Linked DNA regions of Mus musculus: region 2 is linked to region 1. The links are chromatin contacts, called in public Hi-C maps. All regions are on one chromosome and are shown on one strand. Each heading gives the region's core, a stretch centred on a gene start, on an enhancer-like site or on the middle of the called end of the contact. The rest is flanking DNA. Distances are from core to core; before and after follow the strand shown. Region 1 overlaps Dcun1d1 (DCN1, defective in cullin neddylation 1, domain containing 1 (S. cerevisiae)). Region 2 overlaps Acad9 (acyl-Coenzyme A dehydrogenase family, member 9).

Evidence for each region. A called contact is a pair of places that touch in the nucleus more often than the background predicts.
Region 2: a Hi-C map of liver shows a contact between it and region 1, with 3 times the contacts expected there. The contact joins two enhancer-like sites. A contact is called at or near these places in 2 of 484 Hi-C or Micro-C datasets (cerebellar granule neurons and liver), 1 of 115 datasets of contacts at active chromatin or transcription factors (embryonic stem cells) and 4 of 9 other capture datasets (adipose tissue, embryonic stem cells, liver and 1 more).

Annotation. Positions count from the first base shown.
Region 1 is chr3:35,890,006-35,896,369 of GRCm38.p6, forward strand. Dcun1d1 (DCN1, defective in cullin neddylation 1, domain containing 1 (S. cerevisiae)) reads right to left here. Exons shown (of 7, transcript NM_001205361.1): 7 at 2,100-5,694. The coding sequence ends at 5,615. Among named protein-coding and RNA genes, the nearest start is that of Dcun1d1, 40 kb to the right of the region's middle. Within about 2 kb of position 1,341, at least 4 of the 459 cell types and tissues checked have an H3K27ac peak or open chromatin away from gene starts, as enhancers often do. A contact at or near this core is called in liver, where this site is marked.
Region 2 is chr3:36,078,207-36,084,573 of GRCm38.p6, forward strand. It overlaps Acad9 (acyl-Coenzyme A dehydrogenase family, member 9), which reads left to right. Exons shown (of 18, transcript NM_172678.4): 8 at 232-305; 9 at 2,015-2,090; 10 at 3,605-3,675; 11 at 3,903-4,022. Among named protein-coding and RNA genes, the nearest start is that of Acad9, 15 kb to the left of the region's middle. Within about 2 kb of position 1,540, at least 7 of the 459 cell types and tissues checked have an H3K27ac peak or open chromatin away from gene starts, as enhancers often do. A contact at or near this core is called in liver, where this site is marked.

The sequences.
Region 1 (6,364 bases), core at 91-2,590:
AGTTGTAGGTTTTCCTCTTCCGTGTTTGTTAATTAAGCTGTTCCTTGTACACTTCACACAATTGTTTCAAATCAAACTTTGTTTTCAAAGTTTTGATTTTGGTTCAAAACTTTTCCATTTTCTTTGAACTTGATGAGTGCTTTCTCCTAGAGAAGGACTTGCTTCTAAGCAGATGTTGGCTTTTTCTTTTCATCTCCATGACTTTGCATTGGCCTCCAGATTTGCCAACGACGTAAAGTTACCTTCTCAGACAACCAATAGCACATCTTAGGGACAGGAGCGTAGCTCTGCTGGTCAGTGCTTCCGGGGGGCCTGGGCTCCATCTCCAAAACTGCATAAACCTTGCCTCTGATTCCAGCACTCAGAGGCAGGTAGGCCGGCCAGGTGTTCAAGATCACCCTCACTTACACCAGGAGTTCAAGGCCAACCTGGGGCTGCACGAGACCATCTCAAAAGCAAACACAAAACATTTTAAAACTCAAATATTAGGAGCCAACCTAAGGAACCAGAAGACTGGCTGCTCTTCCCTAGGGCCTGAGCTCCATTTCCAGAAGCCACAGGGTGGCTCACAAGCACCTAACTTCAGTCTCGAGGGATCCAGCGTCCTCTTCTGGGCTCCTTGAACATGAAACACAGAAATACATAAAGGCAAAATACCCATACCCATAAAAGGGAGGAAGAAAGCCAAGCCAAGCTGCTCACCGTATCACATGCCTCTAATCCCAGCATCTGGGAGGCTGAGGGGCAGAATTACATTTGGGGCAACACTGGGCTATAGCACGGTCCATTTCAAAAACACAGTATCAAAACAAAGTTAAAAAATGGAATTCTAACAACTCTCCTATGAAACACTTGGAAGAGAGAAAAGCAGTAGGGTGTGGTGGCATGCACCTTTAACCCCAGCCTTCAGGAGGCTGAGGCGGGTGGACCTCTATGAGTTCATGGCCGGTTGTCTCAAAACCCACAGTAACAAAATAAGCAAAACCAAACTAACCAAACAAACCCCCAAAACACCACCACCACTACCAACATCACCAATCACCCACAAAAATATAAGAGTGTAATAGGGCTGTCTGCATGGGACAACTCAAACACCCTGAGCCACAGCCTGTAAACCAAAGGACAGTATAACTGCAAAAAATTAAACTGAAAGTAACTTGCTTGTGAAGGGAGAGAACCTTTGTATACACGTAAGTAAATCTTTAATTTTCAGTTTAAAAGAGTAGGGGATGTAGCTTTGTAGTTGGCACTTTGCTTGTCTAACATGCACAATGCCACCTTTGATCCCCAGCTTCAAATAAACCGGGTGTGGTACACTGTAATCCCAGCACTCAGGAGATAGGGACTAGAGGGTCAGAAGTTCAAGGATATCCTTGGTTACACAGTGATTCTGAGAATGGCCTGGAGTTCATGAGTCCCCATTTCAAAACAGTAACAACAAAAGCAAAAGTGAGTAACTACAAAGTTACTTCTCTTTTAACGGCCCTAGATAAAGCCATTACCCGTTAGGCCATGTTACGTCTGCTCTTTTCACCATGATTTAACTGTTTATGAGAGGTTTTATGCTGGTATTTTTGACGATGTTTGTTTTCCAAATGAACCTGGGGCTGGAAAGATTACGGGCAGCTTGCTCTGCTCCTCAGCTGCTCTAGGTGGCTCCAGGTGTCTGCATCTCTAGCTCTCCGGGATCCCATGCATCCGTTTGGCCTTCATCGCCTGTAATCATATGCACACACCACACATACCTCCAGCCACATAATTTAAAATAAAAAAGAATCTTGAAAAACAATCAACCAAAGAGAAGTCAAAAGCTGCATTAGCACCAATTCCTTCCATGAGCCCATGGCAAGGTTGTCCAAGAGGTAGTCTACAGCAAATGACACTTTCCAAACAGGCAATACAGAAAAGAAGCCAGGAGTGCCCAGAGGAGACCATGGGTGACAGTTCCAAGCTTATCTGTTCTGCCTCCAGAGAGTGGCACAAATAAAGCAACTCAGTTAACCAAAAGGAGTCAATGGAAACCAGAAATTAACTTCACTAGATTCCTATGAAATAAAAAGTACTGCTATGATTATAAAAATGGAAGCAATAAAAGGGTTCAGAAATACACTCAAGTTTATAATCAATTAAAGGGTGAGCCATAATTTGACCCTATTCATCATCTGTCATATAAAAGCCACAGTTCAATTATTAAGATATATGATAAATAGTTCACATTTTAAAACATTTATCATTACATTATCAAATTTGGTAAACTCTTATCAAAACATCTCAGCATTCAATATAAACCATATTATTAAAAGTTTAAGGTAACAACAACAACAAAAAGCCCAGAGGTGTCAGGTAAATATTTCCTATTAAAGACACAATTTAACATTCAGAGCCACATAAACGCTCACTGAACGGTCATTCATGTTACAAGGGCATACTTTGTAAACAAGTATAACTTTTCCCAACACCATTTTCCATTTTTCATCCCCAAATTATTCTCTTAGGTCAACTTGCTCCTATTTGTATGCCAAAATGACAGGTTTCCAAACAGTCCTTAACAGCAACACACGTAAACACACAAGCAGGGTGGGCATGGAATGGCTCAAAAACTTATCATCAAAGAAAAAAATAAAAAAAGAACTCTGCACTCAGATCCTTGAGGGGGGAAAAAATGTCAACCTTGTTTAAGAATTATTCAGGAAAGAGATTACATAAAAGGCTCCCGATGGTTTCAGTGAGCGAATTTACCAACACTAAAACTTTTTAAAAGTTCGATGAGGGGTGCACTCACAGTGCCGCAGTATACAACTAACGCAGTTAAATAAACAACACAGCTGAGCACATTGTAAACATTACGGAGCAAACACGTGGCGTAGCTTCTCTTCCCCCAGATGTGCCATTACAGCGCTCGGCCATGAAAAGTCTTCAAGTCTAGTCTAGTTATGTGAAACACTAAAACACTGAAATAATATGGGAGAAGATTTAGTCATGGCAAATTTACTGAAGCTTTTATTGCCTCTGTGGGTAATATGACAGGGATTGGAAACGACACACTTGAACTTACAGAGATATGCAGATGATAGTCACTCAAGAGAACCTTGACCTCAAGTATTTTTATATGTGGGTACTTCTCATTTTATACAGTTTACTATTTAAAAAGCATTACATTTAAAAATGTGTACCTGTTCTGACATTTGGCAAAAAGTAAACTCTCCCTATGGTTCTGTCTGGAAAGAAAAGAATCAGCTTGGAGACCTGACCCACACGAAGACTGAACCCCATGATCCTCTGCCGGCAATAGCTGGCTGTGTGTGAGTGAGTGTGCCCTTCCTCTGGAAGACTCCCCGACGCCCCGCCCCCAATAGGGTAAGCATTTGTATTACAAAACATTTCCTAGAACCAGACAGTCACCCTCAGAATAAACACATTAAATCAATTTTCTCTTGGAGCCCTAGCAAGTCTTGTTTAATTCTAAGATGCCATCATGGTGAACAACCTTAACTCTTTTTGCTACATAATAAAAGCTTTATATATTTTTGTTTATAATTACACAGTAATTGTAAATGTTTAGTACCAAACTGATGACAAACACTATTTTGTTAAAAAGTCTTGCATTTAAAAATAAAATCTGTAAAACCCAAAGCATTAGGCCACACACAAATATCAAGATTTTTATGAAAAAAAATTTATGAGGCAGGGAAAGAAGCTAATGGAGTCTCATTTGAAAACAAATCATATCTGAATCAATCAATCTGAAAACAATACCAAAACTCAAAATGTTCCATGTAGGGAATAAACAATATAGGTCTGTAAAACTTTTAAAGATATATATACATATATCTTTAATTTTTTTCATAATTGAAGTTCTTTATATTTACAAAAAATGAAATCAAGAAATACTGAAAACAGCAAGATTCTTTTCCTTTTAATGACCAATCCCTGTAACGTGAATAGAAATTTACTCTAAGCTTCTTTTGGTAGAAATGCATTCCTAAATTAAAGTTATGATTGGATTAATGATATATCTGTAAGGTAAGCTTTCAATGCATTTTCCAAATCATGTGACTAAAAAGCAGTTTTAATCATTTCCATATCTGCATAAATTGTTCCGCTATCCTGAAGAACATTCCTTGGTACCCTGCAGAGGACCTGGATACATGAAGCAAAATCTGTTCCTATTGAAGACCAGTCACCCAACATTTAGTTCATCATTTTAACTTCCTCATGGAAATATGTATGAATACACCCCTTTCACATGTCAGTATGTTATCAGAGAAACAAGCATTTTCAGCAGGAGAGCAAGGCATGAGTCCTGTCATGGAAAAACAAAAAACAAAACCAATCAAGACTGCATTCTGCTGTGATGTGGAAATAGCAAATGCAAGTGAGACAAAAACAGTCAAAAGTCAAATAATTTATAGAACAGAAGCCATTGGTATCTGCACCAGTGCTCGCCTGTCTGACAATCTCTGCTTCTGGAGTAGACTTGGCAACCACAGTGATTTAGCAGTAAGCCATCTCAACAGTCAGCAGCCAACATGGCTGGACCACGCCTCAAAGAGCAGTGCCATGGGAGAAAGGTTGAACTTCACGGCTCATCACAACCATTTTCAAAATCTAAATCTTACTATCTTCTTATAAATTAAGTGAATTGCATTGTGTTCCATAGTGCGATGACAAAAAATTAAAAAAAAAAACAAACAAACCTAATACCCTCATGCCTAAATTTAGAATATTATATTGTATAGCAATCCAAAACATTCAAAACAAATGAAATAGTTTAACTTATTCAGAAGGCATAGAAGTATTTCAGAGCACAATGAAATCCGATTATGTGGTGTGTGATGCACGAGTGTGGAGTCTAACATCTGATCTCATTACAATATTTTTTTAAATAAAAGTTCACTGCAGGACACTGTATAAACATGGGTAAGATAACCACAGACCTGTTCTGTAGAACCTTTCTGAGCGTCTGAAACACAAGACATATTTCAGGGAGTCCCCAGATTATCCTTTTTTTTTTTCATGTGTTGGTTATTTTGATATTTCTTATATCAGGTATTCTACTCACACCAGCAGTACATGTAGTTTGCCAGGAAAATTAAATTCCCCCAACCAAACACCATTTCAGATGCGGTACACTCAGATAAATCACTCTCATTTGAAGTGCTGCCAGCACAGTCTTTGCAACTAGCCCAAAGCATATACTTAAGAAGTTTTTATAAATTGTTGTGGTGTTCATTATTATGTTTAATTCTTATGCCAAACTGTTTTCTGATGAAGACAGCATTGTGCTTTATGCAAGAATGGAAACCTCAAAATAATCACCATCAAGCTTCTATGACTTATGGGAAGACAGACTAAGATGGTCCACAGGTGTAAGATGAAATCCACAATGTCGGAATTATAAATGCTTAGAGTGGCCCAGACTAGAAGACAAGCCCAAACCACCAGTAGAAGAATGGAGTACGATATGGTCCAAGATGTATCCTTAAAAGTTTTGTCTCAACCCTCAGTTTGAATTATGAGGATTGATCTTCAGTCCAGCCAGCAGAAATTGACTGTGCATTTTCCGTTGTATTTATTGTACAGACTATGTACATTCTAGAAGGTTCCTTTAGTGCTACACTGTTGTACTTTTTGTCCCAGCAATTTGAGGGCGTGCAAATTCCACAAAGTCATCAATAAGGACAGGCCATGCTCCTGGAAAGAAAGAAAAAGAAAAAAAAAATATGAGAGGAAAGGGAACAGAGAAAAGCAGAATGAAAGCTATTATGTTGATAGAATCCTTTTATTTTATAACTTTCTTGTAAGAATTAGAGTATGTTACTCTTATCTACTCCCAGTGACCACTCTTTAAAAATATTTTTATGTCTTAATTTATTCCTGTCTTTAATATATTTTTCTAAAATGGGGTTATTGCTTAACCACTGGAAATATCTCTTCTGAGCAATAAATCAATAATACAGTAGTAGTATGGTTTTCAGAGAGTTTTATTAAAGTCAGGCAGTCTAGTTAGTGATGCTGTGACAAGCTGTCTAGTCCCTTCCTCATGAGCACCTCTGTTTAGTAAAGAGTATAATGACAAGGAAATGGAGGGTCAGCCACACAGTCCCGGGATGGTTGTGAGGATGTGAAGTATACAGGAGGGTTTTCAAAGACTTCAAAAATCTCAAAACACAATTCTGAATAGGCACTCAAATTGGTCGGCTCTCGTGAGGAACTAGGCAACTGGGAAGGATTAGCTGATATGCTACTGAATGAGGCACACTGTGCACACAGAAATGGCAGTTTATGAACAGTGGCTGAATGCAATTAAGAAGACCAGGCAGGTGAAGCTGCTTCAAATTATACAAATCCAGCACACTTTCTG
Region 2 (6,367 bases), core at 290-2,789, 190 kb after region 1:
AAAAGATGGCAGCCCCCTTCAGCTCCATCCTTCTCTGTACTGAGCTGATATTTCATCATAGTACTGACCATGCTGACATGTCCTCGTGTCTGTGGTGGCAGGAACGTGGTCTATCTTCACTGTTCTTTAGGATGCTAAATGAGTGCATTAGCCAGTCAGCCACGGGCCTGTGGTCAAGAGCAGAGCAGTTTGAATTTGTTTGTCACGCTCTTTCAATTCCTGTTGTTTTAGCATGTGAGGTCCATTTTGAAAATACCAGAGTGCCTGTGGAAAATGTCCTTGGAGAAGTTGGAGGGGGCTTTAAGGTAAGTTGCAGGCAGTCCCATGTAAGTGCTGTGCTGTTTCACAAGAGTCTCATGTTCTGCCCTGACCTTTTTCCTAGCAGGCTAGCCTGTGGCCTTGTGTAGCTCTTGGGCATAGGAATTCAGCAACACAAAGGCTGAAAAAATGGCTTGCTCTTAGAGGAGGGAGTCTGGTTAGGATGAGGAGTCTTTATTCCCCTTGGAGATCTCCTTCATCTTGATCGAGGAATGGGGTTCCTCTCTCTAGCAAGTGTGAAAAACAGGCTAGTGGGCTTGAGAAGTTCAGGTTTCAAGAACCCTTAACGTAAGTCTCTGCCCTAATAGTCAGCTTTATATTTTAAAGATTCATTTTTTCTGGGCAGAATAGAGTCTCACCAAGTAGCTCTGACGAGCCTGGCACTCACTATGTAGACCGCACTGGCCAAGGACTCACCTGCCCCTCACGCCCCAAGCCTGGGATTAAGCGCATATGCCACCCTAATCAGCCAGATTCATTTCTCTCTACTTTACGTATATGCATAGGTGTCTCAATTTATGTGTGTGAATTGCATGTGTGCCTGGTACCCGCAGAGGCCAGAGAAGGCTTCTGATCCTCTGGAGCTGGAGTTACAGGCTGTTCGTGAGCCTCCGTGGGAGCGAGGAACAGCCTAAGTGCTCTGTAAGAGCGCAGGTGGCCGTAACCGCTGAGCCATCTTTCCAGCCCCATCTTTATATGTTATGGAGAAATAGTTTACATGACATTTAACTTAAACACATCTCTGTCACTCAGTATTTCATTCTTTTGAATGGGTAGATGATGTTCTCCTGTGTGGGTAAACCACGTACTCATTAAGCTAAATTGTTACTTTGGGGCTAGTGTCAGTAACAGAGTTGTGAACTTTCATCCTCAAATTTTTGTTTGAGAAATATGTTCTCAAGCCCTTTGAGTGTAAATGTAGTAATAGAATTGCTAGCCTGTAATAGAATGGCACTTTCTTGAAGAACTTTTTCCATAGTGGTTATAGTGTATGAAGTTCTACATCTTCACTAACACTTGGAAGCTGTCTGTGTTTAAAATTAAGCCTGAGGCTTCCCTCGGTTTCTTTAGTTGGGCTCTCTGGAGGTGAGGAGAACCCATGTGACTCGGGATGAGGTAGCACAGCTTGCAGCTGGAGCTGTGTTCCTGTGTGGCTCCCAGTGTTCACTGTATTGGGTCAGAATACAGGGTGAGGAAAGAGGCAGGGGCCAGCAGAGCCACTGTCACAGGCACCTGGCAGTAGTTACCAGGGCCACCTCTGTATACAGGCTTGCCTGCCGTGAGTGTGCTGGCTGTAGCCTGGAGAAAGTCATGACACCGCACTGAGCCACAGCTGCTGCATCGGAACAGCATGATCCTGAAGTCCAGCTAGTGTTCTTGCTGCTTACAGGACATGTAGCCCATCTGAGGTTCTCTTCCTTCACTGGACAGGGCGTGCTGGCAGGTGCATTTAGAGTATGATCAATGACTTGCAGTCAGAGGCCAGTGATGTTGATGCAAATGCACAACAGTGCCCAGGCCACCCAGTTCAAGGGTTAGAGCTGCTTGCTTCTGGCCTGAAAACTGGTAGGGCATTAACTCGGCCTTTGTACTGGCATGGAATTTGAACCACTTGCCTTTGCTTTCATGGAAACTGGTATGGCTGGCTTCCTCGGCCTCCTTCAGTGCCTCTCCACCTTTTCCACCCCCCCTACAGGTAGCCATGAACATCCTGAACAGTGGGCGATTCAGCATGGGCAGTGCTGTGGCCGGGATGCTGAAGAAGCTGATCGGTATGTGATAGTTCCCTAACTCAGCTCTGACAGAATACTTTCCAAACGCAGTGTTAGGAGGGGAGGGTTTATTCTGGCTCCCACTTTGAATCCGTGGACCATCTTGGCAAGGTGCAGATAGAAAGCAAATAGCTCCGGCTTCTAGGGTATGAGGCATGTTGTGTGTGTACTCAGGAAGCAGAAAGAGTGAATGTTGGCTTCCCATGGCTTTATCCTCTTTTATTCACTCTGGCACCTCAGTTTATGGGCTGACACAGCCTATACTCGAGGTGGCTCTTCCCTCCTCAGTTAAACATCTCTGGGAACTCCCTCACAAACATGCCCTGATGTGTCTCCTCGTATCGATTTGTGATTCTAAAGCCATTCAGGTTGACACTGTAGATGAACCTCCACAGTAGGGAAGTCAGGAGCAGGAGCCCTCTGCAGCACCTACTGCATACCCAGAATGTCTGTGCCATTCCCGCTGGGTGGGAAAGTATGAGCTACACCACTTGGACAAACCGCTTAAGTTAGCATCTGGCCTTTGATTTAGACCAAATGTACTTCTTCCCCAGAGGCTGTGTATTTCAACATCTCTCTGCTTTATAGACACACTAGTCCATGACAAATATGGCTGTTTAATGAGCTTTGTTCCATGAGCAAAAGAAAGCCTTAGATCTAATCTCACAGAGTCCCAGGGCTCCTTGGACAGAGCTGTGGGTTATGAAGTGCTGGAAGCAAAAACAGCCCTGTAAATTCTATGGCTGTTGACGTTTACTACAGTGTAGCACGCATTTGGGTTCAGAGCGGGTGGTGGTTTACACAAGCCTATGCATCATGACCTAAAGATAAACCTGCCTGCTAGGTGCAAGCTCCTTTCATCACGATCGTTTCTGTGGCTCTCATCTGTGAGGGCTCTCACTGTCTAGAAACATGGGGGCATAGGAACAAAGGGAGACCAGCAGCAGCTGGGTCACACCAGAAGTACTTGAGAAACAAGTTACAGGCAGAGTTGGAGGTACTGGTGCCAGGGTGGACAACTGGATGTCCCTCTGGGGCACTTAGAACCCAGCACTAATGTGAGGCCCCAGCCAGGGCTTTGACGTGAAGACAACCCTTGTGCTGTGTTTGAGGACCTGTGGGCCCACTCCCACGGCTTCCTTGGGTGCCCTGTGCACCAGGTTTTGTGCTAGGTGCCTCCAGCCTTCCACCCCCTTTACCTTCCCAGCATTGCTATGAGGTGGGCACTGTGAAGGGAGGCAGCGTGTTTCCTTCCATACCCTCACAACTGACTCAGCATTCTGTCTTCTTAACCTTCTTCCTGCTGCCTGTGGGACCATGAGGCCTGAGAATTCCACCTCCAACAGCTGCCAGAAAGTGGGGTCTCTGGCTTCAGGGCTTCTATTTTCAGAAACAGAGCTCTCTCATATTTCCTTCTGGGTGCTGAAGAGTCATCATGTTTCCCGTAGGAAACAGTTTTCCCATAACCTAAATCCAGTTTGTTTGTTTGTCGTGACAACTCTGTTCTTCTTTAGAACTGACTGCTGAGTATGCCTGTACGAGGAAACAGTTCAACAGGAATCTCAGTGAATTTGGGTTGATCCAGGTACTGTAGGCCTCGCTTTGCTGTGGGTGAGGAGAGGCTTTCAGTTCTGTCCCTGGGCTGTGCCTGTGGGCAGGGGAATGGGAAGACAACTGCACCAGGCATTATTGGTGCTAGGGCAGCAAGGCTCTGACACAATTGGCTTTTTCAGGAGAAGAGAGGTTAGGAGATTTATTTAAGTCTATGCACATGCAGATCGCTTCTTGATTTTGTTTTTCTAAACATTTCAGGAAAAGTTTGCGCTCATGGCTCAGAAGGCATACGTAATGGAGAGTATGGCTTACCTCACTTCAGGGATGCTAGACCAACCAGGATTTCCCGACTGCTCTATCGAGGCAGCCATGGTGAAGGTAATCCCAGCAACTGGAGCACTGGAGGGAGATCATCCTTTCTGGGGCGACCCATGGCATTGTCAGCCACCTTCCTTTCGTGAGTCGATGGCCTTTGACCTTGTGATATGCACCTGTGCAGCTCTCTGGGCCAGCAGGGCCCTAGCGTGAAGCCAGGAGAAGGGATTCGGAAGGGTGCTCATGAGTGTGAGTCTACAGGACAGCTCCCTACTTCCCCATGGATTGTGCCCAGTTCGGTTGTTTGTTTTTCTGGTTGATCCTACTGTATAGCAACAGGAACACACAGAAAACACAGACATCAAAACTTTATATCCATGTAAATTAGCTGGACTTTCCTGGGAAGGAGTGCTATTTTTTTTCCAGAGTAGATGGAAGATGGTCTTTCTTCTTGGTCAGAGTTTTCTTTTAGAACATGTTTAATGAGGTAAAAAGACTTCACTGGTTGCAAGATTCTGATCTCTCTGGTCTGTAAAAGGGCTAAGTTGACTTTTAGGCCTTGTCCTGAGTTACGTGTATGCTGCTGTTCTACCTTAAAGGGTTCTAGAAATATTGCAAATAGGAAATGTTCTAAAACAACCTTTGAGTCTAGAACAGTCCCAAGTTTATATCCTTGTCCCTGGGCTTCCTCAGACTGTCCCTTCTCAAGGTGGCCGACACTCTGCTGCAGTGATTCTCCTAGGTTCACCTCTGGGCTATAACAGAAGAGGGAAATAGTGACGATGTCTCACATGGATGCCTACGGGTTAAACAAGTGACCCACAGCACAGAGCAGTTACCACCTTCACCTCTGTGGCATTGGCTGCTTTCCACTCTTTGTTTTCCCTCACAGCCACCTTTCTGCCAGACCTGTTCCCTGGTCATTACGGTCAGTTGGATCAGGCTTGCCCTGGAGTGTGGGTAGTGTGCTCAGTGTCATTCCATTAAAGAAAACTGATTTTTCCTTCCCAGCAGCAATCAACTACTTCTTAGCTAGGGGTGATGCTTGCTGCCCACTTCCCTTTCTCCATGCTGGGATTTTGTCTGGCTTGAACTTGTGCAGGTCTCATGCATGCTCTCATAGTCTCTGGGAGTCTATATGTGTCTCACTTCTCTTGTGACGGGAAACTTTCCTTGACGGCATGTACCACCTCTGGCTCTACAGTCTTTCCACCACTCCTGCATTCTTCCCTGAGTCCTGAGTAGGGCTGTGGTAAAGTAGGGCTGTTGAGGGCTGAGTACTCAAAGTCTCTTACTTCCTTCACATTGTCCAGCAATCCCTTCCTACTAACAATGAGTGAACTGGGTATCACGCAGTATGGAGGCAGTCGTGGTTTATTTACTAAATAGCTGGCCATGGAAAGCTGAATCTCAGAGGCCACAGATCAGTCATCTTGGGTTGCCTGAAGCCGGAACGAGCCCAAGGATATGGCTGCTTACGGGTTGAAGTCAGGGCAGACCTGGGAGAAGCACATGTCGGCCGTCACATCAGAGCAGCAGCAGTAAGCTCTGGAGGCAGGGTTCATTTTGCAGTTGCCATTTCCTAACTGTCTCCCAGAACAGGTCACTTTGATCTCTTAGCTTCCAGGTTATCTCTAAAGTGGAGGTAATAAAAGCCCCAACAGAATTGTTATGGAAGCTAAAGGAGATATATATATATATATATATATATATATATATATATATATATATATATATATATATATATATAATGAGCAGCTCAGGGTACTGAACATAGCACATGCCAGTTTAAGTATAATTTCTATAAAATAAACAGTCAAAAATCTGTGTATATAGATCCATTACCTGCTGCTTCTGCTTGGGGTCCTTTTTTGAGGTTAGAGAAATTTTCTTCTGTTTTTTGAAAATATCTTCTGTGTCTTAAACCCGAGTTTCTTCTCCTTCCTCTATTCCTGTTATTAGTAAATTTGGTCTTTTCATGGTGTTCCAGATTTCTGAATGTTTTGTGTCTGGATTTTTTAGATTTAACATTTTCTCTGACTGAAGTATCCTTGTCTTCTACCTTGCCTTCAATACCTGAGAGTCTGGCCTCCACGTCTGGTACTCTGTAGGCAGGGCTGACTCTGAGGTTTTTGATTGACTTTCTAAATTATTCGTTTCCAGTTTTATTTCACTTTGCTGATTTCCTTTCATGTCCTGAGCAGTTTTCAACCTTTCATCCCACTGTTTGTTTTCATGACTTCATTAAGGGGTTTATTTGTATCGTCCTTAAAGTCCTTGCCTAATGCTTCAGCTGTAATAGAATTTCTCAGGGTCTTCTGCCGTAAGGATACTGGCTCTGCTGGAGACTTGTTTTGGCTGATGATAGTGTTTGCCTTTTACTCTGGTGTCTAGGCATCTGTAGTTAG